Linked DNA regions of Oryctolagus cuniculus: region 2 is linked to region 1. Evidence: chromatin contacts called from public Hi-C data. All regions are on one chromosome and are shown on one strand. Each heading gives the region's core, a stretch centred on a gene start, on an enhancer-like site or on the middle of the called end of the contact. The rest is flanking DNA. Distances are from core to core; before and after follow the strand shown.

Region 1 (5,677 bases), core at 1,177-3,676:
CCATTTCCAGCCAGTTTCCTCACTAATGCACACCCTGGGAGGCAGCCGGTGATGGCTCACATACCTGAGTCCCTGCCACCCACATGGGGACCCAGGCTGAGTTCCAGGTTCCTGGCTTGGGCCTGGCCCAGCCCCAGCTGTTGTAAGCATTCAGGGGATGATCAAGCAGATGGAAGATGATTGTTTCTCTTTTTCTATCTGCCTTTCATTTAGATAAAATCAATAAAAAATTACAAAGCTCTGCTGAAATTTCTGTAAAAAAATTATTCTGAAGTATCAGGGTGGCCTTGGGGGCCAGCTCAGGGCAGCGGGACATCCCAGGTGGGACCAACACTCAGACGACTGAGTTCTCACCAAGCCCCTGATGGCAAGGACTCCCATCTATCATGGGAATGCAATCCACATATACCTATGGCCCTCAATGGAGTTGTCAAGACTGAACACCTACCTTAAATTTATTTCAATAGGCTGTCAATAGTGGAGTAAATGTAAGCTATTTTTAATCCTCTCTCAGAAAACATTATTCAAAGTGGAAATTTACCAAGATAAAGAAGGTATCATCTTCGCATTCAGCCCAGATCACTGAGCTGTATCCTGTTAATACCAAACCACAAGGTCCAGGGCTATTGAGCCCCGAATCGTGAAACCTCGGTCCAAATCCTCCCCAGATAATTCTCCTCAGGAAGAAAAATGCACCAAAATCACACCCCCAAAATGCTGGAATCTGAATCACAAATGATATGCTCACAGCGAGCCATGCAAATTAAATTAGTCAAGGTCTGGGACTCGAAATAAATTAGACCAGACCTGAAATTAAAAAGGTTGAAGCTGAGGAAGAATTTAAATAAAAACCACAAAAGTGTGACCTAGAGTGGTGTTTTTTTTTTGTTTTTAAACCACAGTGGCGCCTTGAGCAGGGCTTGCCAAGCACAAGGATTTGCAGCCCATCCTGGAGGAATGATACGGGCACCCCCAAACCACAGGCACCGAATGCTCAGGTCTGTGCCGGGGAGGGGGCATATGCAATGGGATGGCAGCTCTGACGGGCAGGCAGGGCGAGGCGTGAGCACCATCCGGCCGAGCCCAGCCGCCGCTGCTGCCAGATCTGCCCACACACAGCAGCGAGGCGCCCCGGAGTCAGGTGCGGGGACACACAACTACAGGGTGTCCTTCCCCCCACCTGCCCAACCCCAGGTAAGAGGCCCCAGCACCTCCGGAGAAGCTGCTGTAAAGAACCACACTCACCTCGGGGATCCACAGGGCACAGCTGACGTGGACCCATTTGGTTCCGCTGCGGGTGGGCTTCATGGCCCCGCCCTTCTTAGGGCACAGCAAACATTTTGGTTGAACACCCAGGGCACACGTCCGGCACAGCCAGCTGCCCTCCGGCACCTTGAGGATTCCGTAACAGGCCTGTAACGCCGCGGCACGGCCCCGAGGGAGACAGAGAAACAGAGAGGATCGATTTTCCCCGTGACACCCAGCAAGGTAAAAACTCCCAGCAGGGCTGCCACATGGGGACCCGCTCCCTGCAGGCGGCCTCCGGGACCCCAGGGTGTCTGTGCTCTGAGGACACCCATGCAGTCACTGAGCACAGAAATCCTCAACGCGCCACGCAGGGTTAAGGCCTGCGAGGTGAGCTTCTCCCCGTAGTGAGGGGAAACCAGGCACTCGGTCCCCCAGGGCTGCCCCAGCGAGGCGGCGGTACAAAGGGGAAGCAGCTCAGGCTGTCCCCAGGCCAGGCACGCACACTCACCAGAGCCCACTCCTGTCCCAAGGGAACCCAAAAGACAGAGAAAAATGAGCCGATCGAAGAGAGACAGACTCTGGTCTTCTGAGCTGATATTTAAAACAAAGCCTATTTTGCCCAGGATGGCAAAAATTACCACAAAAAGGCATAAAATGCAGAAATCAAGGCTTTTGCAATGGAGGTAATTAAGAGAGTTTGAAGAGAGAAGAGGCGAGTGTTAAATAAGTGGGGAAACAGAAACCGCGGCGGCACCAGGAGCACACTCAGAGCGGCCTTGAGAAACCAACTGTTCCGAACTTTATCCTTAAATGAACTGGAAGTCAGGAAGCCGAGAGTCACGGCAACAGAGCTCGATCGAAGCCTCCAGACAGAAAAAACACAGCCGCCCCGCCATCGGAGCGCTCGGGACGCAGAGAGGAAACCACAAGGATGAGTGCCGGGCGCGGCACGGTAACACCAGGCCCGCGAGCGCGGGCGGCGCCATGAATAAGCCACTGTCCACACCGACCTAGTGGAAAAAACAGGGGTTTTTAAATGGAGCACAACTATTAAGGTTTCAAATACTAAAGGTCTGTAACAGACATTCTGGAGAATCTCATCTGGAAGACGTCATTTCTACACTGGAAAAGCAGGCCCGAGGTCGTTCTAAAGATCCAGTGAAGACTGTCTTCACGACAAGCCATGGAGGAGTTTCCCCAAAGAAAAACGCAGTAAATGCTAAGGAGAAGAGACTTACACGGATGGCGGAAGGGACAGCCACGGGAGCAGTGTCAGAAGCCCCTGGATCCAGGGCCCTCTGCAGCCCGCCCTCCCCCTGACCCTGATGCCCTGTAGCTCATTCATAGAACAGGGGTTTAACTGGTTCTCAAGCAGAATGGAAAATACGTAGAACAGCAGGAAAAATACTAAAAAGTCATCCAAGTAAATACAAGAAGCATCCGCGACAAACAAGCAGCAATCACAATATCGCAAAACTACCACGAGAAGTCTCCACTACCCCAGGGAAACTTGCCAGACAACCTGAAAACCCAGGTCCATGGTGGGCCGCAAGAGGACCACAGCAGTGGTCTCCTTGTCAGGATGAGCCGGGACACGGGCACGGCTGGCAGAATGTTCAGACTCCAATAAAGCCCAAGAGGCAGACAAATCGTACAGAAAAGAACAAGCCGGCGCCGTGGCTCAATAGGCTAATCCTCCACCATGCGGCGCCGGCACACCGGGTTCTAGTCCCGGTCGGGGCGCCGGATTCTGTTCCGGTTGCCCCCCTTCCAGGCCAGCTCTCTGCTATTGCCAGGGGGTGCAGTGGAGGATGGCCCAGGTGCTTGGGCCCTGCACCCCATGGGAGACCAGGAAAAAGCACCTGGATCCTGGCTCCTGCCATCGGATCAGCGCGGTGCGCCGGCTGCAGCGGCGGCCATTGGAGGGTGAACCAACGGCAAGGGAAGACCTTTCTCTCTCTGTCTCTCTCTCTCTCACTGTCCACTCTGCCTATCAAAAATTAAAAAAAAAAAAAAAAAGAACAATCCAGAACTTCACGGAGTAAACTGCGTTCTTCCTGAGGTCACCCCAGCAAGCAGCCTTTAAAGAGGTCTTTTAAATCTCAGCATCCACAGGTGGATTCAAAGGATTCAATAGCCAGGACGATGGCCTATTAAATGCTAAGGGCGTGTGTGGACACCCATCTCCATGCACATCTTAAAACTTCATTACTGCATGAAGTAATGCACTTTAGTCCTATGGATTTACCTTTCTGTGGCAAGCAAATCCTATCACCATCAGGAACGTTATCACCAAGGGGCTACTTTCTGCCCCCACAGAAACCATCTTAGAACGTGACCTCACTTAGAAACAGAATCACTGTAGATATGTGATTAAGATATGTGACTGATAGTGAAGACACACACACACACAGCTGATGTGACCACAAGGGCAGCTGTTAAGCCTAGGAGGCCAGCCAAAGGTGCTGGGGATCACCATCCACTAGGAGAAGTCAGGAGCATGGCCCCCCAACGACGCCTTTATCTTGAACTTCACCTTGAACTTTATCTAGAATTTCAAGCTTCCAGAACCATAAGACAATAAACTTCTGCTGCTTTAAACCACTCGGTCTGTAGTATTTTGGAAACTAACGTAACATACTAACTGCCTTTTCAAGGGTTGCTTTGTTTTCGCACTGTTCTTAATTGGATCCTCGCTTTCTGGTTGTAAAAGCAGCAAGAAATATTTCCAACCCTGTAAGAAGCTACCAGAGGGAATAAAAAAGATGTTCATACAGCACGTTTCTTCAAATCACTTAGGACGAGGAGAATGGACCACCCCATAGGGAGAAGGGCCCCGGGCTCCCGGCGGCACCCCCCCGTGGGCAGCCGGGCTCCCCACCAGGCGCACCTGGTGCACGCAGATGTTGCACTTGTCACAGAACACCATCTCGTTGCCATCCTCGCCGTCAGGCGACTGGCACACGTCACAGACAACATCTTCGTCATACTCGATCCCCAGGCCTTCCTCAGTCTCTATGGCATGATTCATATTGTCATAGCATCGCTGTTCAAACTCCTCCAGCACCCGCTCCATGGTGTACTCATCCAGTTCAGGCATTCCTGAAGGAAAAAGGCCACAAGACCCACTTTAATAAATCTGTATTAACAGATGAGATCATTAAAAAATTCTTTATACTTATACAATTCACAGTGGCTAAATACCCTGAATAAATCGGTGAGTGGCCCCAGCTTTTCTACTGAATGCCTCTCAGATCCTTCCAAGGATCAATCAATCTTTAAATTAATTAAAGGCAGAAGGAGTCTTCCATGCAAGAAATAAAGCAAAAGATAAACCCCTGAAGGATTCAAGGATATGAAATACATATAGAGTTAAGTAAGTCATTTCATTATATTTATCATATGTAGCAACTACCGTGTAAGTGACTTCAAAACCATGACCACAAGTTATGGTTTGGGTGTTTTTAAAAAACCTTCCTTTCTTGGCATTGCAAAGTGCTTGGCACCAGATTTGACTGTGAGCACTCAAATGCTTTTAACTGGTTTATCCCTCCTCGCCCCTGGAATTGTACTGAGTTGAAATGCATAGTTAATCAGATGCGTGAAAGACTGAAATACAAGGACATGACTGAAGCCAAGGAGACAGTTCACTGTGAATTAAAGAAACTGCACTGTTAGGCAAGAATGATCAAAAATAGATTTCAAGTGGATATCGTGGTTATAGCTGGTGCTGGGCTAAGATTTTTTTTTCTTCTTCTCTTTGTGGATATTTTCCAAACCTCCTACATTAAAAATACTCATGTGGGCAGGAGAAACAGGCTATAAAAAATACTCAAACAGGACATTCAAGTGGCAGGAAAACAATGGAAATGCTATTAGAGTCTCCAACAACTTTTATGCATTATCATAAATTTTAAAATCAAATTGACTCAAGTTTTTAAAAATCTGAGGAACACATTATGATGCTGTGATAATAAGCCCTAAACACACATTCAAAAAACCCACCCTAATTAATGATCATGTAGATGGTTTCTCCACTTCCAGGCACAACCCAGTGTCTTCTAATGGTTTTGCAAATGCCACTGGCTTTGAAATCACAATCCCATGCTCTATAATTTGTATCATAAGAAAGACCAATTACAGCTAAGACAAGCAAGTGTTCAGTTTGTTACACAACCACATAAACGTATCCTGCAAAAGTACTCAGAATTATCTTTACACCTGACCATTAGCCCAGTTCTTAGTATTTAAGCCATGCACGGAAGCCCCAGGGTCCTTGGGCCGAGTCCTCTGACTTGACACAGGTCTCGAGTACATGTCACTGGGCTTCGCAAGGCTGCTTACAAAGCAGCACATCATCATCTCTGAAGCTGAAATGGAGCATTCAGTTCCAAGAGAGCTCTGAAAACTTCTATACAGATTCTGCAGG
Region 2 (5,677 bases), core at 2,163-4,662, 390 kb after region 1:
CCCATCCAGCTCTCTGCTCTGGCCTGGGAGGACAGTGAAGGATGGCTCATGTCGTTGGGCCTCTGCACCCGCGTGGACCTGGAGGAAACTCCTGGCTCCTGGCTTCCGATCAGCCCAGCTCCACCTGCTGCGGCTGTTTGCAGAATGAACCACCGGTTGGAAGACTTTCTTGTTCTCTCTCTCTGCCTCTGCCTCTCTGTAACTCTGCCTTTCAAATAAAATAGATAAATCTTAAAAAAAGAAAAGGACTGGAAGGCAGCGACTTGCAAGCTCTCTGAGGAGGAGCTGGGCCCAACAGAGTCACCAGTATTTCTGGTTCTTCCTTCTTTCCAGACCATGAAACACAGCTCCATCCCCTTGAACTTCAGCATGGCCTTGTGACTTGGCTTGGCTAATGAAATATCAGATATGATGTGGTTCATTTCTGGGGGAGACTGAGCCAAGAGTGAGTGCATGAGCATCTCAGCTCACTTCGTCTGTTGCGCTGACCCCAGCAGTACAGCTGAGATGGCAGACTCTTGGCCAACCAGGTCCCAGAGCCAGTCAGAAGCAGAATCTCCACTGAGTTCTGGAAGCTGTCATCAGCACAGCATAACTTCACCTGCCCCAACAGGAGAGGAGAGTAGTTTGGTGGATGAAATTAACTAAAAAGCAAGAAGGCTAAGGTTGGAAACTCCTGGGCATTTTGAACCACAGTAGGTCTCCGAGTCCCTGAGAAATCAGTGGTGAGGGTATGATTCTTCTGGAACTGGGCAGGATCAGGTTAAAGCTGGAAAGTTGGCCAAAATGTCTCTATGCCTTCAGGTTTCCAACAGATGACGTAAAAGATCTAAACTCCTTGAAACCTAATAAGAAATCTCCCGAACTGAACAGGAACTTGAGATTGGGCCAAATCAACTTAAAAAAAAAAAAAAAAAAAAAAAAAACCACAAAACAAAACACCATTTGAATGCCTGTTCCTCGTACAACACTGTGTTAAGACACTACAGGAAACACTCAGCAAAATACGAGACCCTTCTTTCTTTCAGGATAGGAGCTCAAACTTAACATCAGGAAACATCAAATAATAAAATCTTCCATTCAGAACTTCAGATCATGGTAAATGTGGTGCCACAAAGCAGTGAACTAGGGAACAAATTCACCACACGCAGGAATTTCAACAAATGGGCTGGATGGATGTGGGCACCTCTAACACCTAACCATCGTCTGTCCCCTGCCTCATCCTCACACCCACAGCTACTGTACTCCAGTCAGTGCCTTGCGGCTCACATGGACTCTATGTGCAAGAGGGGGTATGCTCAGAATCTCAGGGCAAATGGCTGAAGTTGAAAGAGCTCCTCAAGTAGCCCAAAGCAAACAAGCTGTCCCATGGGGCCTGCCTCGTTCGGTCGCTTGGCCACAACATGACAGTCAAAGGGCCAGGGGAAGGCAAAGATCGAGGCCGGGACATGGCACAGCTATCAGGCTGGCATGGCTCTCGTGCCCCTTGCCCTGCTCCAGATGGCTTGGCTGCATCAACCCAGGCTGCAGCCAAGTCACTTGGTGATGGAGAACAGCTCGTGGCAGTCTACATCACGGCATCTAGAGGTAGCACCCAGAGCTAACGCTTGAGAATCAGTCTTTGGAGTCAAATGTAAGTTGAGATCTATCAAGGAAGATTTAATTATAACACGGAGACTGGTTCCTTCTCCCTGCCTGGCTGAAACCAAGCTGTGCTGTACAAACGATATCATGGTTCAATAAAGGCACTGTATCCCTTTCTCCCAAGTTTCTGGAATCATTGAATATTGGGTCTAAATTGCTCCCTAATTTAAGAGTGTTTTCTACGCTGCATGACTGGATTCCATCACAGAAAACACAGGTTAAGAGTTCATCTCTTCCCAGTGTTTGAGCAACCCACCAGAATAGCAATACCCTGACACCAGGACCCCCAGCCCCACTGAGCTTGGGAGAACATTGCTGCTCCTTCCTTTGCGTAGACAAAGGGCCAAAATGTCCAAGTCAGCCCCCACCACTTCCACAGCCCTCCTGAAGGGAACAGGCATGCCCACAGTCCAGGCTGGGGAGCAGCCCCGGGCAGGGCTTCACGAAAGGTGATTCCAAGGTCATTGCCTGGCTCAGGCCTTGGAGGGGTGATCTGTGCTCTAAAGCTCTGTCCAAATGGGATCGATGCAATTAACTGAGCTACCAAGCCTCTCCTCCCCCTCTTCCTTTTCTCATCCTCTTCCTTCCGTCCCCTGAAAATTGACCATGAAACACAGAAATGATAGTCATTGAGTTTTCAGTTCTAGTTCAAGAAGCTAAAAAACGGTGTTCAGAAAGCAGACACCATGTAGAAAAGACTGAGGGTATGAGGATGTCAAAGTCAAGACTAAGCTGGAGAAATGAGCAAAAGAAAAGGTGCACAGAGCCAGGTGGGTTGTAGCACTTGTGGGAGACGCAGAGGCCAAGTCCCTGTGATGGGCAGGTGGAGGCAGGAAGTCTCACGGCTGAGCTAGACTAGGCCCTAGACCCCTGCTGTGCCTGCTCCAGCTTCCTGTGGCCTCCCAGACACAAGCTTCCCATGAGTGTCCTGTACCCCATCAGCATGGTCACCTCAGTGTGTCCCAGTTCGTGCCCCTAAACGGCCTAACACACAAGAAGAGGCCGGATTCTACAGAAGCCTGGACTCTGGCCCTGACCCTCGCTCACTCATGCCACCAGCTTTTCACCCCCACCTGTCAAGTCACGCCCCCTCTGGGCAGGCTTTGATGCTGTCTTAACAGCTATTTGCTCAGTAGTGGAATTTTTGCCTAAGATTTGGAGGAGGATGCTGGGAGAAAGGCTGGGGAGAGTGGTCATCCCAGCTGGACACTGTCCTTACCTCCAGGCTGGTTAAGTGCCTCGTACACATACAAGCTCAAAAAATAATTGTCAGTGATGCTGTCTTAATCCCACCTTCCTGTGATAGAAACAAGTACAGGGAATTGAAAATGAGGTCCCCGGGGATCCCTGGCAACTGAAACTCTTCCTTCCTCCCTCAGGGAGTGAACCAGGAAACACATAAATATGCCCATGAGGTCTTCACAGAAAGATATCACATAGAGCAGTAGAATTCAGGGCGAAGACAGAAAAAGGAAAAGCCGTTTCAAATCCATTCAAAACAATCCACGCAGCTGTTTCCTGAACTCTCCAGGAAAAAAAAAAAAAAAAAAAACCCGGAGAAGCAAAATGCTGTGTCTCCTTGCCTCGCCTCCCCCCTACCTCCGCCCTCCAAAGTGGCTTTCAGGTGACGCCATGACGAGCCCTCGGCGGCGGCGGCGTCCGCGGCGGCGAGCTCCCGGACTAGGAGCATGGGGTGCTGCCACCTCTTGGATGATCGTGGCCAAAGCAAGGCTGTGCCCCAGAAAGGCTGCCTGTCGGTGATATTATGAAATGTTAACGGGCAATCTGTTCCGAAATAATTGCTCAGTGTGTCGGCCTCCTTCTCGGCGTGAGGCTATCAAAGGCAGCGCCGGGCCGGAAGCAGTGCCAGCCTGCTTGTGGTACCTATGCCGAGGAAATCCAGCCCTCAGCACCACAGCCACGCACAAAAGCTTTTTCCCAATTAATGAAACGCAATTAATGGTATCGCTGAAACACTCCTGCCACTTGCATTTAGGGCTGTTGAGAGCTTCAATTTAGAGCTGCGAGCGCATTTTAGGATATGCGTTTTTTTTTTTTTAAAGCGGACACGATGAACAGCACCTAATTTCTGGGAGACGCCCAAGTTTACACAGGGGAAAGAGGAATGTTTACCAGAAACATACGCAACGATGACAGCCTCCTTCCCCTTCCTTACACACATACACACACACACACACACACACACCCCACAGGCTCCCACACGTGCGAGTCGGCTCAGTTCCAGTTTATTCCAGCAGACGCAGTGTCTCCTCCCCTGTGGAAAACCGGATACCTGCACATTGGCAGAAGCTAGGGTGCTCTGAATGAAGTCGGATACACACTCCAAGGCCTTTATGGCTCGGTGGTCCTTTTGAAATATTGATATTGATCAGCCCAGTTCCTGAGAGGAAATAGGTTGTTTCTCTTATTCTCCCAGGTATAGATCATTGGAGCAGTTAGCTTGCATTTCCCTAAGGATAGTGAGAGGAGGATTTAAACGGCAACATTAGCTGCTTTAGGCAAGATTTTCAAAGCTACACCAGGGGAGTTAAAAGCGCAAATCCTGTTATTGTTACAGGATTAATGCAAAGAAGTCCCAGAATACCACTTTGGAAATGTAGCCAAGGAATATTATTTTAATGTACTGTATGTTATTTTTAGACACAGCTATAGCCCAATTATCAGTTGGTGTATCAAAAATGAGACAAGACAGATAGCTGTCTTTAATCCAAAATTCTAATGAGGTTTTTGGTGTTTGTATTTTCTCACCACTTAGAAATCTGGATATTGGGAGGAGAAAAGTGAAAGATAGAAACTACGGCAGCTACCTCCTACCTGCTGTGTTGCTATAGCGGCTGCTTCTTAGAGTACTGGTGCTGTGGAATATTCTAGCACAGTTCCCCCACTCCCACCCCAGAGGAGGCAGCAGGTAGGAAAAGCAGGCATTAGATCATGGGGATCTCTTGACTCCCACACCACAAAAAGCTGCGAATGACCCACAGCCTACTAATGATTTCCAGCCTTCAGTCATTTCTGTTTCTGCTTTTACACACCCTAGATTGTTGCTCAGAAGTAACTATCTGTAAAAGGTCGTCCAATTGGAGTGATTTTGCTTCCAAGTTACCCTGTGGGCATCAACCAACATTTATTGATTCTCTGGATGCCTGCTGCTGGGTTTTATTAAACTGGCTTGTCTTTCCTTTTGGCCTGTGAGTAATTGCACAGATCAGAGATGACCACATCACTGTCTCTAGGCTACATCTAGTCTGCTAGATGGCAGTCCCCAGAAAAACCAGCTTTAGTGGAGAAATACTCTATGCCAGTAGTGTTCCTCTCACTGGCTTTCAGAATCCCAGAGCATCTTCCATGACCTCAAAAGGTACTACAGTCAATCCCCTGGTATTGATCGGAGGATACCCTGAGGATACCAGAAGCTTGATGTTCAAGTCCCTTAGGTACAATAGCATAGTAATCGCATTAACCCACACACATCCTCCAATACACCTTAACTCATCTCTACGTATACCAGCTAATATAATGAATTACTACGTAAGTAGTTGTCAGATTGTATTGTTTAGGGGACAATGATAAGAAAAGAAAGTCTACGTGTTCAGTAGAGATGCAATTTTTGATGAGTACTTTGGATCTGTGATTGGTTGAACCCGTGGATGCAGAACCTACAGAAACAGAAGGACAAGCATCCTGGCACAGATCTCTCCGTGTGGGGCAAGGTAGCTGTGGCCTGTCCCCCCTTCCAAGACTTCACTGTGTCAGCAAGGAGTGTCTCACCTGGAACACTGTCTGGCAGCGAGGATTCGGGGAGCATCCCAGCAAACAGAACTGCACCCGTGTGCAACAACCAGCACCCACTGGCTCTGACTTTGCTTTTTGGAACAGCTGTGAGGAGGACTGAATGTGTGGCACTGTAAGACACACTGAGCACAGTACTCGGCACACTGCAGGCTCTTTTGAGTTAAGAAAGAAGCACCAACAATTTATGAAACTCACCTTATATAGATGCCTGTGCTTTCTT

Evidence for each region. Hi-C and Micro-C count contacts between places; a contact is called where the count stands out from the background.
Region 2: a contact with region 1 is called in a Hi-C map of an unstated tissue, with 2.7 times the contacts expected there. The contact joins two enhancer-like sites. A contact is called at or near these places in 2 of 6 Hi-C or Micro-C datasets (ear pinna and an unstated tissue).

What each region holds. Positions count from the first base shown.
Region 1 is chr8:35,907,950-35,913,626 of mOryCun1.1, forward strand. It overlaps JADE1 (jade family PHD finger 1), which reads right to left. Exons shown (of 11, transcript XM_051819883.2): 6 at 4,139-4,350; 7 at 1,246-1,413. Among named protein-coding and RNA genes, the nearest start is that of JADE1, 43 kb to the right of the region's middle. Within about 2 kb of position 2,427, at least 1 of the 8 cell types and tissues checked has an H3K27ac peak or open chromatin away from gene starts, as enhancers often do.
Region 2 is chr8:36,296,024-36,301,700 of mOryCun1.1, forward strand. No RefSeq gene overlaps it. Among named protein-coding and RNA genes, the nearest start is that of PGRMC2, 160 kb to the right of the region's middle. Within about 2 kb of position 3,413, at least 2 of the 8 cell types and tissues checked have an H3K27ac peak or open chromatin away from gene starts, as enhancers often do.